2 separate regions of the Mus musculus genome follow, and region 2 is linked to region 1. A link is a contact called in public promoter capture Hi-C data. All regions are on one chromosome and are shown on one strand. Each heading gives the region's core, a stretch centred on a gene start, on an enhancer-like site or on the middle of the called end of the contact. The rest is flanking DNA. Distances are from core to core; before and after follow the strand shown. Region 1 holds the start of Fgd6 (FYVE, RhoGEF and PH domain containing 6). Region 2 holds the start of Cradd (CASP2 and RIPK1 domain containing adaptor with death domain).

Region 1 (7,452 bases), core at 3,393-5,892:
TTGTTTTGCCAAGTATCCCCAGGCTGACCTCAAACTCTCAATCCTCCAACCCAGCCTCTCTAAAGCATTTTATTACTCTCTAGTACCAATTTTAACCCTTCCTCTCACCCCCAACCTACTGTCTCACCCTCCCTAAACCATAATTAATCTCTAGCACCAATTCCAGCCCTTCCTTTGAGCCTGATTCTAAGAGAGGAATCCCTGTTCTCTCCTAACATCACAGAAAGTAAGTTAACTGCAGATGAGCCAATGCTGACTCCCAGCAAACACAGCACAGCATCGAAAGCAGTGGCTCTCAGCTTTCCTAACACTGCGACACTTTAATACTGTTCCTCGTGCTGTGGTGACCGACCATAAAATTATTTCGTTGCCATTTCATAACTGTAATTTTGCTACTGTTATGAATCGTAATGTAAAGATCTGATATGCAGGGCATCAGATATGTGAACCCAAAGGGGCCGTGACCCACAGGCTAAGAGCCACTGTTCTAAGGCCTCTAATGTACGCATAGCCATTAAGTAACTGTGAACTTAGACTTACTATTGTGAGTTACCTGTGTATTCAAGTGGATGAATCAATACTACAACTCAGAGTCAAGCTTATTCATGGTCTTACTCACCACTATGTCTCAGAGCTGAAGAAATGGTCCTGAGGATAGGCAGCTGCCGCATACAGACCATGTAATGCCTCAGTGACAGAAAAGGTCTTGTTTTTTGTTTTGGTTATTTTCAAGACAGGGTTTCTCTGTGTAGCCCTGGCTGTCCTGGAACTCACTTTGTAGACCAGGCTGGCCTCGAACTCAGAAATTCGCCTGCCTCTGCCTCCCAAGTGCTGGGATTAAAGGCGTGCACCATCAACGCCCCGCTAGGTCTTTTATTTTTAACTTCAATATCCAATTTAACATCAAATGGTGTTCTGAAGGCTAAAGAGATGACTCAGTTGTCAAGAGCCCAAGACATGGGCTGGCGAGATGGCTCAGCAGTTAAGAGCACTGACTGCTCTTCTGAAGGTCCTGAGTTCAAATCCCAGCAACCACATGGTGGCTCACAACCACCCGAAATGAGATCTGACACCCTCTTCTGGTGTGTTTGAAGACAGCAACAGTGTACTTATTTATAATAATAAAGAAATCTTTGGGCCGGAGCGAGCGGAGCCGACTAGAGCAAGCAGAGGTCCTGAATTCAATTCCACAACCACATGGAGGCTCACAACCATCTGAACAGCTACAGTGTACTCACATACATAAAATAAATAAATCTTTAAAAAAAAAGTGCAATACATACTGTTCCTATAGAAGAGCGGAGTTCAGTTCCTAGCACCTATGTGGCTAGGGTAGAGAGTGGGGGTTGGAGAGTTGGGAAGGGTTACAACCGACTGGAACTCCAGTTCTAGGGAATCCAACAACCTGCTCTGAACTCTGCTGGTGCCTGTGCTCACACGCACAAACCTCTACCTACTACACACAAATATATATACATACATATTTTACAAATAAATCCCTTTAAAAGATGATGTTTTCAAAAGCAAGCAGGGTGAACTTCAATAGGATCATTGTGTAATTCCTTAATGACTAATAGGAACAAGTGAGTGCCAAGTCACTGGTACAGCAATATATGAAACCTTTCCTTACTGTTAGTTCTTTATTTTTAGTTTTCGGAGACAGGCTTTGCAATGTAGCCCTGGATATCCCTGAACTGCAGTCTTCCTGGCTCACCCTCTCTGGTCCTGGGATTACAGAGGCACAACACTATGTCAGCTTCATTACTATTTTTTAAAATTATATATTATGTGGTGTGTGTGTGTGTGTGTGTGTATGTGTGTGTGTGTATTCCACTGCATACATGTGTTAGATGAAAACATGTAAGACTTGGTTCTCTCTTTTCATCACGTGGGTCCCCAGTGCCCAAACTCAGGTCAGCAGGCTGTGACAGGAAGAGCCTAACCACTGAGCCATCTCACTGGCCCTTATTATTTGTAATGCTTTGAAAGAAGAATGGCTCAAAACAACACCAATAAGACATTATGTTATGATTCACTCCAATGCTCAAAACCTATAGTCAGTACACACTGTTTGGAAATGAATGCTGCACCTCTGGATCTTGATATTAATATTAACATCCAGACCCAAATGCTTCCTTAGAGCAATTCGGCAAATCTTCTATTTACACAGCTGTCTGGCTGCAGGGGAAAGCGAAGGTAGAAAGGACCACTGCTGTCTTACTGCTATAAACAGATTTGTCATCTGTTACACACAGGTGGCCGTGGCTCACGAGCACACTCTCTCTCTGGGCTATTCCACGAGGCCCCAAACAAAACCGTACAGGCATGAATGAGAATAGTGAGATGTTTATGCACACTATGATGGAAAGCTACTTTTAATTAACTCTCTTTTATTCCATGTACTACTCAGAATACTTCAAAAAATCTCCTCTATGAGCTCACACTTCAACCGCTGTATAAAAACAAGCAAAACCAAAGCAAACTCTTCCTCGGGACACCTGTCACTTAAAGGTGGTACAACAGCCCCCTAATAATAAATTAGGCCACCCTTCCCAACTACACTAGATCAGGCTAAAACTAACGCTCTGCTTCATTAGTAATTTTCCCCAAAGCTTTAATAAATTTCATTATTATGAAACCCCCCCCCACACACACACACACGACTAGCAAGGAAATGTATGTATAACTTCATATAATGGGCAGGAAAGAGAAACCTCAGTCCTCTTCCGTATCCCCCTAGATGTAACAAAAACTTACAATAAATCTCATCAAATCGGTGAGCAAAAAAGTAATGATTCTCAGCAAGCCATTCTTAAAAAAAAAAAAAAATCAACTCACTCAGCTAGACACAGGAAGTGTCTCTCTTTTAAATACCACAAAAATGCTGTGGATTTCCTTAATTGTAAAGTTGATAAGTATAAAAATAGCTAGCCTTGTTCTGGATTAATTTGAAGAAAACAATCGTAAACTTCCTGACTGAATTCTAGAAATTTTAATTATTAAGTTTTAAGTTTTTATTTTAAATTAATTATATTAATTCAGTCATTTTAAAAAGCTGAACGATGGCGAGGGTACAGAAACTTGGGCTGAAAACGATCCGTTGTTTAAATGGAACACATCCCAAAACTGAGAGAAACGTTTGTAAATAACTCAGTGCATGATGATCACGTGATGAATGCACATCACTTCAAAGAGAATAAAGGTCTCACTTTCTTATTGTTACTAATTTCTTGCCTGTTTGAAGTAATCCGGATTTTGCCTAGCAGTGTGACTCCTTCAAGGCTTTAGAAGTACAAATCAGAACATTTAGTGTGTGTGCTCTCCTGACAGTTTTCAAGTTGCAGGAATGTTAAACAAACGCCAAAAAAAGCAAAGAAAATTTAATCTGATACTTAAGTGCTAATTCTAGACCTAACTGAAGTGAAACTTACGCTCTTTTACTACAAAATCTCTCATCAAAGTTTCTTCTGATGTGGATAAAGATGCCTTTAATATATCCCATACCTTATTAAATTCTGGCTTTGAAAATGTGCTGTGTTCTTATAAAGAGACTGTCCCTTGGACACAAATTTGGAAGATTAGAAACTGTTCCTTAAAAAGGTCACAACACAATGAGCCAAAGTGCTTAAATTCACACAAAGGTAAGGAGAGGCTTTGTCATTTGGGTGAGTGGAAAGGAGGCAGACTGAAAATAGGGCTTTGTTTACACAGTCCAGGTACGAGGGGGGTGGGGGGGGGAGGAAGAAAGGAAGGAAGGAAGGAAGGAAGGAAGGAAGGAAGGAAGGAAGGAAGGAAGGAAGGAAGGAAGGAAGGAAAAGGTGAAGATGAGCAAAAAACAGGGAGGGGTAGGTGCAGGGGAGGGGGCAACTCGGTTTTGTTTTATTTTACCAACTAATAGTCCATACTCACTCAGGTAATAGGGCTCAAAACACCAGGGTGCAAACAGCTCTATCCAACCCTCCTTACAAGCGCGAAGAGTTTCAGTCAATAAATACTAGGTTTTCAAGCAACGCGGGCTAGTGGCGGAGTTTCTTCAACTCGCTGGAAAACTGTCCTAGCTTAGAATAACTGACTCCTCCACACCGGACTCCACGCTTCCCACACCGCGCACAGGCAGCGACAGCGCCTAAGTCACGGAACCCGAGCAAGCTCCGCGACGCCGTCCCATCACCTGGGCTCAGGGGTGGGGGACGCATCCCGGGGACCCCACAGCGGGCGCGGGCGACCGGCGCCAGTCCCGCACCGCCCACCCGCGGGGAACGCAGCGGGAGCCGGAGCCCGCCGGCGCCCGCCGCGACTACTCCCCAGCCCGGCGCGAGCGCAGCCACTTACCCGCGGCAGAAGTCATGACTGCCCCGCGCGGCTCACGCCCTCAGTCCATGGCTCCCGTTCAGTCCACACTCCCCAGAGTTTGAGCAGAAGACAAAAGTCCCCGCAGCGCCCACATTCCGTCCCGCACCGCCTGAGCGCCTCACAAAGGACGGACGCCGGCTCCCGCGACCCTCCGGCGGACCCGGGCGCTAGCGGCCAGCGACAGGGGGACGTGCACGAGCGCCGCTCCGCCGCGCTCCGGGACGATCGCCAGGCGCGCGCACGAGAGGAGATCGCAGCGGCTTCGCGGACGCGCGCCCCACCTCAACTTGAGAGAAAAATCCGCGCTCCAGGCGCCCCCTAGTAGTCAGGGGATGTAAAAGGCAGACAAAAGCCATAGCTCTCTCCAATAGGAGCTCTGGAACGCCCGCCCGCTCCCGCCCCTCCAGCCTACACGCTCACCCTCTTCTCCAATAAGCAGGTCGGAAAGGGGCGTGGGTCGCGATGCATGCCGGGAGTTGTAGTTTTCAGTGCCCCCGAGGTGGGCAGGAGCCGAAGCCTGGGTGCTGCCCGCCCTCCTGCCTTCATTTCCCATCGTGCTGAGGCGGGTGGTATGGCGGAGAAGGATGACACCGGAGTTTGACGAAGAGGTGGTTTTTGAGGTGAGGAGAAAATGGCGGGGAGTGTGGACCGTCTTTGTTTCCGAAGGACTAAAGGAAGAGCGAGAAGGCAAAGCGATTCAGAGGGGAGGGATAGGGTGACGGGCGCCTGCGGGCCTGGGTCCCCAATCCTCCGCTGTTTCGGGGCCTACTTGCTGCAGCCGCCTGACAGGTATAGCTCAGGGGATCCTGGCGTGGTTGGCCTCTGCCCCGAGCTCGCCCAGAATTCCCAGACCCGGCGCAATTGACCGGCCCTGGGCGGGAGCCTTGATCGGTTCTTACCCTATGGCTGCACCGCCCTGGACTGCGCCTCGTTGGGGCGGGGCCGAAACGTGCTGGATATTCTGTCTACTACTTAACCTCCTTCCCTTTTTATCTTTGATTTTTGCGGGCCTGTTAATCCATAAGTGCCTCCGGTCATCATCATCATCATAATCATCATCATCAAGGTGTGGCCTCTGGAATGCAGGCAGGCAGCAGGTGCCTTTCTATGTGGGGTTTAAGGTCTGTTAAGTGAGACCTGTGGCCAATGGTGTGAGCTCTGGCGTCTCAGCACCTAGGTTCCATTCTTTTGTCCTTGCTGTTGCGCTAAGTGTAGCCAGTTCTGAATGGAAGCTCTGGTCTGGATGTGAATGCTTTTGTGTTGGACTATTTTAAGATGTCTCTGCCATCTTGAATTTAAAAAATAAAGCCTAGTTAATGGCTTTAGTGCCATTTTTACCCCATCAGACAGGTCAATACCCACACCCTGGAACGTGTATGTGTATGTATTGAATATGTATGCCATACTTTCCCTCAGCCAACTAGATTTCAGGGAATTCATACAAGAGAAAGAGAAGAAATCCCCCGTGGTGTATAATGGGAGGGTGAGGTACGGTACAGAATGTGAAGTATTGAGATATCTAAAAACTGCCCGTGGAAGCATAATTTGGAACCCATTGTCCACTCATAGCACTTTAAAAAGCTACACACAGCAAGTGATACCCTAGGTAAATCTTCAGCTCTGAATGAAATTAGGAAGATTGATGGGAGAAAATGTACTCCAGGAAAAGGGTTTTATGTATGCCAAAGATCGGGGTGGGGTGACAATACTGAACGTGCAGCTTTAGGGGCTGGAGTATGGAGGGTTGCAAAGTGACTTAATATAGCTACAGTATCGAGGAGGGAAATATGACTGCTTTGCTATTATGAAGGGTCTAGATATGAGGACTTGAGTAGAGAGGACAAAGGCATACATTTTGGAAGTCAGAAAAATTAATACTGACTTGGATATTCATCTCTAATATGAAATTGAGGGAATGGCTACAGATTGAATGTGGGAGATAAAGAGGAGAAAAAAGTAGGTGGCTGAAATTTTTATTTTTTTACCCTGCTTTCTTTGGTTTCTGGACATAATAAGTGTGTTTTTGGTTTGCAGAGTTTTATTGGTCTGGGGATGTAGTTCAATGGGTAGAGCGCTTGGCTTGAATGCACAAGTCTCTTGGTTCAATTGGCAGCGCCACACAAACCTGATAGGGTGGTATACACGTGCCTGGGATTCCAGCACTCAAAAGGTGCTTTTAAGAGCATCATAAGAACTTCAAAGTATCAGCTACTTAGTGAGTTAGAGACTAGGGTGAGATAGGAGAGACCCTATCTTAGAAAACATTTTGTTACAAAAGATAAAAGCAAAAAAAAAAAAGATCTTGGAAGTTTCAAATGTGTGACTATGTTTGCATGGGGTTTTGTTTTGGTTTGGTTTGGTTTTCTAGTGTGAAAGATGTACCACAGAGTTTTGAATCTATTTTTATGTAAATTTAACTTTGTCATTAATCTTGTTCCCACTCATCCACTCCCTTTTCTTTTCGGAGATAGAAAGGGTCTTAGTATGGAATCCAAGCTGGTCTTGAACTTTGAACTCTCCCATCTTAGCCTCCTGGTATTATAGGTGTATCCCATCATGTCCCACAATAATATAAACATTATGTTTCTTAGATTTACATTTATAGATTTATTAAGCATTTAAAAATTTGGTGCTAGGGGTTGAACTCATGGCTTCCCCATGCTTAATAAGTACTCTCAGCCTAGCTTCTTAAAAATTGATTTACATGAATTCTCCTTCTGTTTTCTTTTCTGTTGGTCAGTGCATTGCTTTTATGTTTTATTATTTTATGTGCATGGATAGTTTGCCTGCATGGATGTCTATGCACCACATGTGTGCTTGGTGCTCTTGGAGACTAGAAGAGTGTGTGAGATCCCCTGTAACTAGAGTTATAAACAGTTGTGAGCCTACATGTGGGTGCTGGTGACTGAACCCCCCAGCCCCCGTCCTCTGGAAGAGCAATCAATGCTCTTAACATCTCGTTAGCCTCTGCATGAATTATTCATCTACTGCTTTGCCATTATCATATGTGTAGACTTACTGTTCCAGCTCTCTGCTTAACTTTTTGATTATTGTCACACGAGAGTATACATAAGGCATATACACATACCAAGAGCGTAC
Region 2 (7,452 bases), core at 3,115-5,614, 1.3 Mb before region 1:
TGACTGTTGACAATCCCTTTACACGCTGGTCCTTCACACACTTTGCACTTCTCCATTTCCCAATCTCCCCGCTTCTTTCTCCTTCCCTTCCTAAACTGTTATGTAGCTGCCAGTGGACACGGGTCACTGGGTTCCTGAAAGGAAAGCCAGGATTGGATGGGGAGGACACCAAGAGACAAAGAGCCAAGACAAAGTTCTCAGAGCAAGGCTCAATCTTTAATTGTAGGGTCTGATTTTTAAAGGGGGGGACACCCATCCCCCACTATGCCAGGATCTTGATGTCACTTCGGATCTCATCAGGAAAGCTAGCTCAGCTGCTCAGCGGGTAGGTTTTTGTAGGAAACTGGCAGACAAAAGATGTTACCTAGGTCAGAAGACTCCACCCTAGGTGGGATAGCCTACTGTGGCAGAAACAAAGTCTGATTCAGCCCACCTAAGACTGGGGAGAAGGGCACACTATTACATTTTTAGTCTTCTTCAGTCTGTGACAGTTTCTATCTAGTTCTTGCTGCCTCTCGACCTTGACAGTCTTAAAAAATTTTGTCAGGTGCTCAGCAGATTTTTTTTTTCTCAATTTGAATTCGCATGATGTTTTCTGCTGTAATGATTGAGGTTACAAATTTTGGCAGCAATATTTTGGAGGGGAGACACCCTTCTTATCACATGAAAGCAGGTGATAATTATAGAACTTTTTGTTGTTATTTTGAGACAAAGTCTCTCTGTGTAGCCCAGGATGGCCCCTGGAATTCACGATTCTCCTGTTGTTATTTCTCAGGGTGCCAAGCTTATAGCAGGCTTTAGAGACTACAGTGTGCTTCTTCCAGACTTTCACTGGTGATCTTTAACCGTCATTACTTGCTTAAGGATGTAACTTGCCATCTTGTTGAGTTTGCTCTGCACCCCTTTTCTTACATTTTTACACGTCTTTTTTTCTGTTAAATGTGTGTGATTTTTTTTTTCTCTTATTATTCAAGAACTTAGAAGGGCCAGGAATGGTAGCACTCACCTACAAGTTTGACTACCAGCGAGGCTAAAGCAGGATAATCACAAGTTCTAGGTCAGTGTAAACAACTTGGTGAGCTCCTTTCTCAAAAAACAAACCAAACCAAACAAACAAATAAAAAACCAAGCAAACAGGAAAATGGAATTTAAAAAAGGAGGCCTGGGACTATAGCTCAGTGGTAGGGTGCTTTCCTGGTATTTGTGAGGATATAGGTTCAATTCCTAGTACTGAATACAGCAAAGTTTAAAAGTATCTTTTATTCGGCTGATGTAATTGTCATCTTGGAGGTCTACTGCCTCAGTGTGCTAACCCGGGCCTTGTCCTGGAAGCTTCTAGGCTCCATAAAATCTTCTCTAGGCCTAGAATGTTTTAGCCTGAGACATAGAATAGGCTCATCCTTTCTAGCTCTTTCTGAACTCTGATTGGCTGGTTCAACTCTGCTGTTCTGGCTCAAACTCCTCTCCAAGATGATTCAAATTGGCTTCTCTCTCAGTCTGACTTGTTGCTGTGCTTGGCCTCAAACTAACTCTGGCAATCTGTGTTGCGGTAAATCTCTAACCCAATATGCCCTGGCAATGAAAACACAACTCAATTAATATGAATACATGCTGTGAACCTAGACTGGGCAGATCTACTGCTACTTTACCATCTTCCACATCTATGAGACCCCTTAGAACTTGTGATTTCCCCAGGCCATGTGCTTCTGCTCTGCTTTTCTTCCTTATCCTTCTCCCCTGTGTCCTCTCCCTCTTCCATTTTTCTCTTTCTTTTTCTGCTCCTTTCACTCTACCTTCCCTTTTATCTGCCCAATCATCAGCTCTCCTTTATTTTACACTTTAAGGTGGGAAGCAGGTTTACAGGAAATCACCTGAGTGCTGACTCATTCCTTGTTCACAACCCCTCACAGGAGAACAGAGTGAACATCAAATATAATTAGCCCCAGGGCTATCCACAGCAAATCTGTTTTAATCTTCTGTCTCCTCCTTCTCTGGCTCATTCTGTATTTACCTGTGTCTAGCTTGTCCTCTCTCTGCAAACTGTCCGGGTAAAATTGTCCTCTTTCCTTCTTCACGGCTTCCTTTCCTCTCTCCTCTTGTGAGAGTTGGGCATATCCAATTCTGTCCAGTCTTTCTCTGATTCGTCACTTTGCCACTCAACTAGATATCACTTTCAAACATGGGTGCTTCATTTTTACAAAGTAACTTTACCTCCACTGTTTGGGATTAAGGACCTGTTTGTATTCCAGCAAGAGGGACTGAAGCTGTGTGCTAAGGGCTGAGCCACACCACAACTAGAAACAGATTTTTTTTTTCAATAAATAAGAAAATCTTGGGGTTCATAGTGTGATCAAGTATCCGGCAAAGTAGGAAGATTCCCTCCTCTGAGCTAAAGGTTTAACTCTCCTCTTCCTATAGTTGTGTATTTCAGTATGTTTTTGTTTTTTCTCCTGGCCCCTGCTACTGAAATAAAAATTCTGAGATTCAAACCTATTTACAAATACCTAGTTCATTAACTTTGCCTGTTCCTTGACTCACAAGAAACATTAGCTCATAAATTAATTACCCCATTATTCTATTCTAAATCCTGCCATATGACTGGTTACCTGGTCCTCAGGTTTTTGCTTTGGTCTCCATCAGCATTCTGGGGTCATTCTCTCACCTGTCTCTGTCCCAACATATTCTCTCTCTCTCTCTCTCTCTCTCTCTCTCTCTGCTGGATGTCCCACCTTTTAACTTCATGCCTAAGCTCATTGGCCAATCAGCTTTTTATTGACAGGTCAATGTTTTTATACAGTGCACAAGAGATTTATCTCTATACTCATTTGGATGATCACCGAAGCTGTTGTTGACAGTTATTCACCTTTTATTGTTTTCCTTTTTTTAAAGACCAATGATTCTAGAGCTAAAGATAATGAAGGACCCTCTGTGTAGCTCAAGCTTGTGCAAGGAGGTGACAGTTGGGTGATTCACTAGCAATATTTTGACTGCCATTAGAAGAATAGAGTCAATCATACATGGTTGTGTGGTGTACTGGAAAGAGCAGGAGATCAGAGGGACTTGGTTAGAATTTAGGTTTTACTCTGTATTGGCTGTGAGATTTTGGATGATACAATTGACTTTCCTGCTTCTCTAGACTGCAATGATTTGAAATGCTAAAAAGAATTCCTACCACTTACATAAAAACACTGTCAGTAAGACAGCTAGTGCCTGCATAGAAACCCTGGAGTATATTAGCATTGTAAGTTTGCACATACAGTTGAAAGGTGTTGAGGAAGGAGATTTATAAGTGTCTACTGATATGTTTATAGATATTTTATTTTCAACTGGAGGTACTGGTAGAAATATTCTTTTTCTATTGTCAAAAAATTTTTTTAGCACACACATCCTTTTTGTTACATGTCACCCAACTAATTAATGAGTTTATTAATTGTTTTATTTTATGAAGTAATTTGTGCATGTAGGTGTATATTACTGGGAGTTGAACTCAGGGCTTAACTGCTAGATTAACTTTTGACTAGCTTATTATAGTCAGGCTCTCATGGAGTTTTTTCTGTTAAGATTCAACAATTCATTTACTCTTTCACTTAGATAACGTAGATCACCTGTTCTCAACCTGTGGCTCTGTAACAACCCTTTCACAGTGGCAGTGTAAGACTTATCAGAAAACACAGATGTTTACACTAGGATTTATAACATAGCAAAATTAGTTATGAAGTAGCAACAAAAATAATTTTATGGTTGGGGGACACCATATTACAAGGTCAAAGCATTAGGAAGATTGAGAACTACTGCCTTAGAGTTTTTAAACCACTCTCTCTCTTTTTTAATGTAGGAGAGTGTGCCTCTTTTCCCACAGCAAACATGGCGGAACAAACTTCAACCTGACGTCTTGCGCCCTCAACAAAGATGGCTACAGCACTTCCTGCTCTTGCCTTTAACAAAGATGGTCGCAATACTTCCTGTCTAGGACTTTTGCCCTCAACAAAGATGGTCTTTATGGTACAGGTTCCCTAGCAGTCTGGATTCCGGTTGTAGTTTTAGTTATTCTTTTTTTTTTTTTTTTTAAACGGTACGTGGTCGCAGACGTAAGTAAGATGACTCCATCTTCTCTCGCTGTCCCCGCGCCGTGGCGACATCGCCCCTGCGCGGCTCTCCCGGGGGCTGGACCGGGGTTCGGGTGGCGGTGCCGGGGGTCGGTTTCCTCCGAGAGGACAGTCTGCGGCTTCATTTACCGTGAAAATCGTCGGTAGCTCTAACTGTGCCACAACCACGGCTTTCAGCTGCCGAGACAGGGAACTTTTTACAAGTTCCAAATGGAAACACGCTGCCAAAACAAAACAAAACAAAACGGTCACCCACGCCCTCCTCACCTGCCACCTCCCGATTTGGCGGAAGATCGCGAGCAAGGCTGGGATCCGACGTCCCGCTTGTGTGGGCTGAGGGTGGCAGAAGCCCCGCCCGCCACCCTTGCTCCCCTTGCCTTCATTGCCACCGCAAGCCACCCCGCAGCACACTAGCGACCTGAGCTCATTCAGTGTCCCATGCATGCGTGCTCACGGCCCTACTGCGACCCACATTCCGAATTCTTGTGAGGCTTATCGGTAAAGGCACACAAACACTCATTTTCTTGAGGGTGCTTGTCCTTTCTTTGAATGCTCTATAAACTTCTTTCCTCCGGACTGTCTTCTATTGCTGGTCAGGGTCTATAAATAAATGTCCCTGGTGCTTTTTAGCAGTTTCTAAAGCGTGGGTGCTGGACTAACTCTGGCAAAGCAATATTGAAATCCACTATTTTCTAGCATTTAATTTTATATAATAATATAAATAGATTAATAAATCTGTAATCCTTAGGGATTGCATTTTAAGTAAGGGATCAGATCTGTTTTCTGTTGGCTCTCTTACTGCACAAGGAATTGAAATAGGGCCCCATTATCGTGAGAAGCAGAGGTAGAAACATCCATAATGAGTGTCGTTCATTATGCCGGGAAGTGTTTGAAATATCCGTGGTTTGGCTTAACAGCCGCTTAGGAAACACCGTGGCTCAGCAGCCTCTTAAGATATAAAGACCTGACTGATTTTTGAGGTGCTCATTAATGAGTTTGCAGCAATACACTGACTTTGGGGGGGGGGGTGTCCATCAGCATTCCTGAAACCTAGGTGCTCATTTTGGCTCTTTCCAGGAAGAAATGGAAGCCAGAGACAAGCAGGTACTCCGCTCCCTGCGTCTGGAGCTGGGTGCCGAGGTACTGGTGGAAGGACTGGTTCTTCAGTACCTTTACCAGGAAGGAATTTTGACAGAAAACCACATTCAAGAAATCAAAGCTCAAACCACAGGCCTCCGGAAGACAATGCTGTTGCTGGACATCCTGCCTTCCAGGGGCCCCAAAGCTTTTGACACCTTCCTCGATTCCCTCCAGGAATTTCCCTGGGTAAGAGAGAAGCTGGAGAAGGCGAGAGAGGAAGTCACAGCCGAGCTGCCTACAGGTAGGCCCCAAAGAGATCCCCTCAAAACAGCTCTGGAAGTGTTGCAACCATGCCCAGTGGATTGGAATTTGGTCTTTTAGGAGGGACCAGGGCCACGAGCATGGGCAACGGTTTGGATGCAGAGGGCATGGCGTCGGAGGGTCAAGACGAGGAGGCGGTGTTAGGAAACTCGAGGAAGGAAGGGAACATGAACCCTGAGGCTGAGGGGTTAAGGAGGGAACTGAGAGTACAATTTAGACATGCTTCCAGGGGAACTTGGCAAGTCACATGGGAGGCTTGTTCTCATCGGAGAGCCAGGTCAATCTGAGCCCTTTGGCAACAGGAACCGTTTGGAAAGCGCAGATGGGAATGCAGGCTTTGGCCTACTGATAACTGATTTGTGGGGTGCCAAGCTGCCAGCTGGAGGAGGTCAGATCATGGGAGACAGCCTCTAGGAAGGCATGTCCTGCACCTGTCCCCACAGCCAGCCTCCAAGGCCAAGGGGATTATTTTGAAGCCTGCCTTTAGTTTGTTTTTAAAGGCTGTTGGTGTAAAGTGGCCCTTTAAAATTCAGCTCTGTGCAGACACCTGGGGAATTTTATTTTGCAAGGGCAGTAATTTGGGGGTGCGAGGGGGGGGCGGATCTTATTTTGATTTTTTTCCAGGAAAAAAAATCCCTGGAAGCAGTGATCTGAAAAGAAACAGCTTGGTGCTTGTGAGAGGAAGGTGCTGCGGTATAAATCACTGTTTTCTTCAACTCCTCCCAGATATACTGCTCTTTCACAAAGATGAGGGACTGACCTAGAAAGATTAATTTTTTTTTTTAAATAATAAAATGGAAAGTTAACCAAGCCAAACCAAATCAGTAGATTTCCAGAGTTAAGAATTCAACGTTTTCTGGTTTTCAGTATAGATATGGACCAAGTCAGTGGTCTCCAGAATTTATTGTTAATGGTTTTTAAAAATGACTGTAACAGAGCTGGTGTGTGTGTGTGTGTGTGTGAGTGTGTGTCAGCAGCGACATTGGTGTCCTGCCTTTATGGAGGCAGAGGCAGGTGGTTCTTTGTGAGCCCAGCCTGGTCTACATAGCAAGTTCTGGGATAGCCAGAGCTACATATTGAATCCCTTTCTACACTCCCAATTTTCAAATAACTGTAATTGGTAACAACAACAACAACAAAAAAAATCAAATACTACCAGTAAATTACTTTTATAATTTAAATGTAAAACTATGGGTCTTATATTTTGAATGGTTCTGAGAGCACATATGATAATTATTTTTTTAAAATTAATGACATATATCTGAATATTTGACCAGAATGGGATAGCCAGTTAATTTAGAAAGACCTGGTGAACACTCAGTGGAAAATCTAAAAATATCTTTATTCCTAGGAGCTTGTCCAAATTACATGTCTTTTTGAAACCATGAGAATGCCGGCCTTTGAGGACCTCTAGAATTTTCAGCTTGGGTTGTCCTTAGAAAATTACATATTCCATGTGTCTGAACAAAACCAGGACCAAGTATCCCTGACATTTCTACCACATTATTACAAGCAGAATATATAACATGGAGTTGCGGAGGGAACATCAATGAGTTGTGCCTTTCTGGTATTCACATCGAAGGCTCTCCTGGCCGCACGCAGTTGGAAATGACAAAAGACCCGAATGCTTTTCACTCCCAAAATGTTGAGTTTAACCAGGTGATTATTTTGGGTTATATAAACGTTGTCATGAATTGTCATAGACATGAGACCCTCATTCTCACTTCTTCAGGTTTATTCAGAGAGCAAGAGAGAACTAAGATATCCTGAAGACATTAAAAAGTTAAGGAGAAACGGAGGGGAAAGGCGCTTTTATATCTAGCTGTTTATCTTCTATGTATGAGTGCTGCATCCTGTGTGTCAGTATGGGCACTGCGTGTGCCTGGTGCACATGGAGGTGGGAAGAGAGGGCAGGAGCCTTGGCAGCAGAGCTGTAGATGGTCGT

Evidence for each region. Capture Hi-C pulls out chosen DNA fragments and counts their contacts.
Region 2: a contact with region 1 is called in a promoter capture Hi-C map of adipose tissue, with 3 times the contacts expected there. The contact joins the promoter of Cradd here to the promoter of Fgd6 in region 1. A contact is called at or near these places in 3 of 39 promoter capture datasets (hippocampal neurons, liver and pre-B cells), 1 of 484 Hi-C or Micro-C datasets (CD4 T cells), 1 of 115 datasets of contacts at active chromatin or transcription factors (pancreatic cancer cells) and 2 of 9 other capture datasets (adipose tissue and liver).

The regions. Positions count from the first base shown.
Region 1 is chr10:94,033,191-94,040,642 of GRCm38.p6, reverse strand. Fgd6 (FYVE, RhoGEF and PH domain containing 6) reads right to left here and starts at 4,642. Exons shown (of 21, transcript NM_053072.3): 1 at 4,333-4,642. The coding sequence starts at 4,348. It overlaps Vezt (vezatin, adherens junctions transmembrane protein), which reads left to right and starts at 4,844. Exons shown (of 12, transcript NM_172538.5): 1 at 4,844-4,973. The coding sequence starts at 4,938.
Region 2 is chr10:95,320,621-95,328,072 of GRCm38.p6, reverse strand. It overlaps Cradd (CASP2 and RIPK1 domain containing adaptor with death domain), which reads left to right and starts at 4,364. Exons shown (of 3, transcript NM_001330138.1): 1 at 4,364-4,604; 2 at 5,184-5,487. The coding sequence starts at 5,190.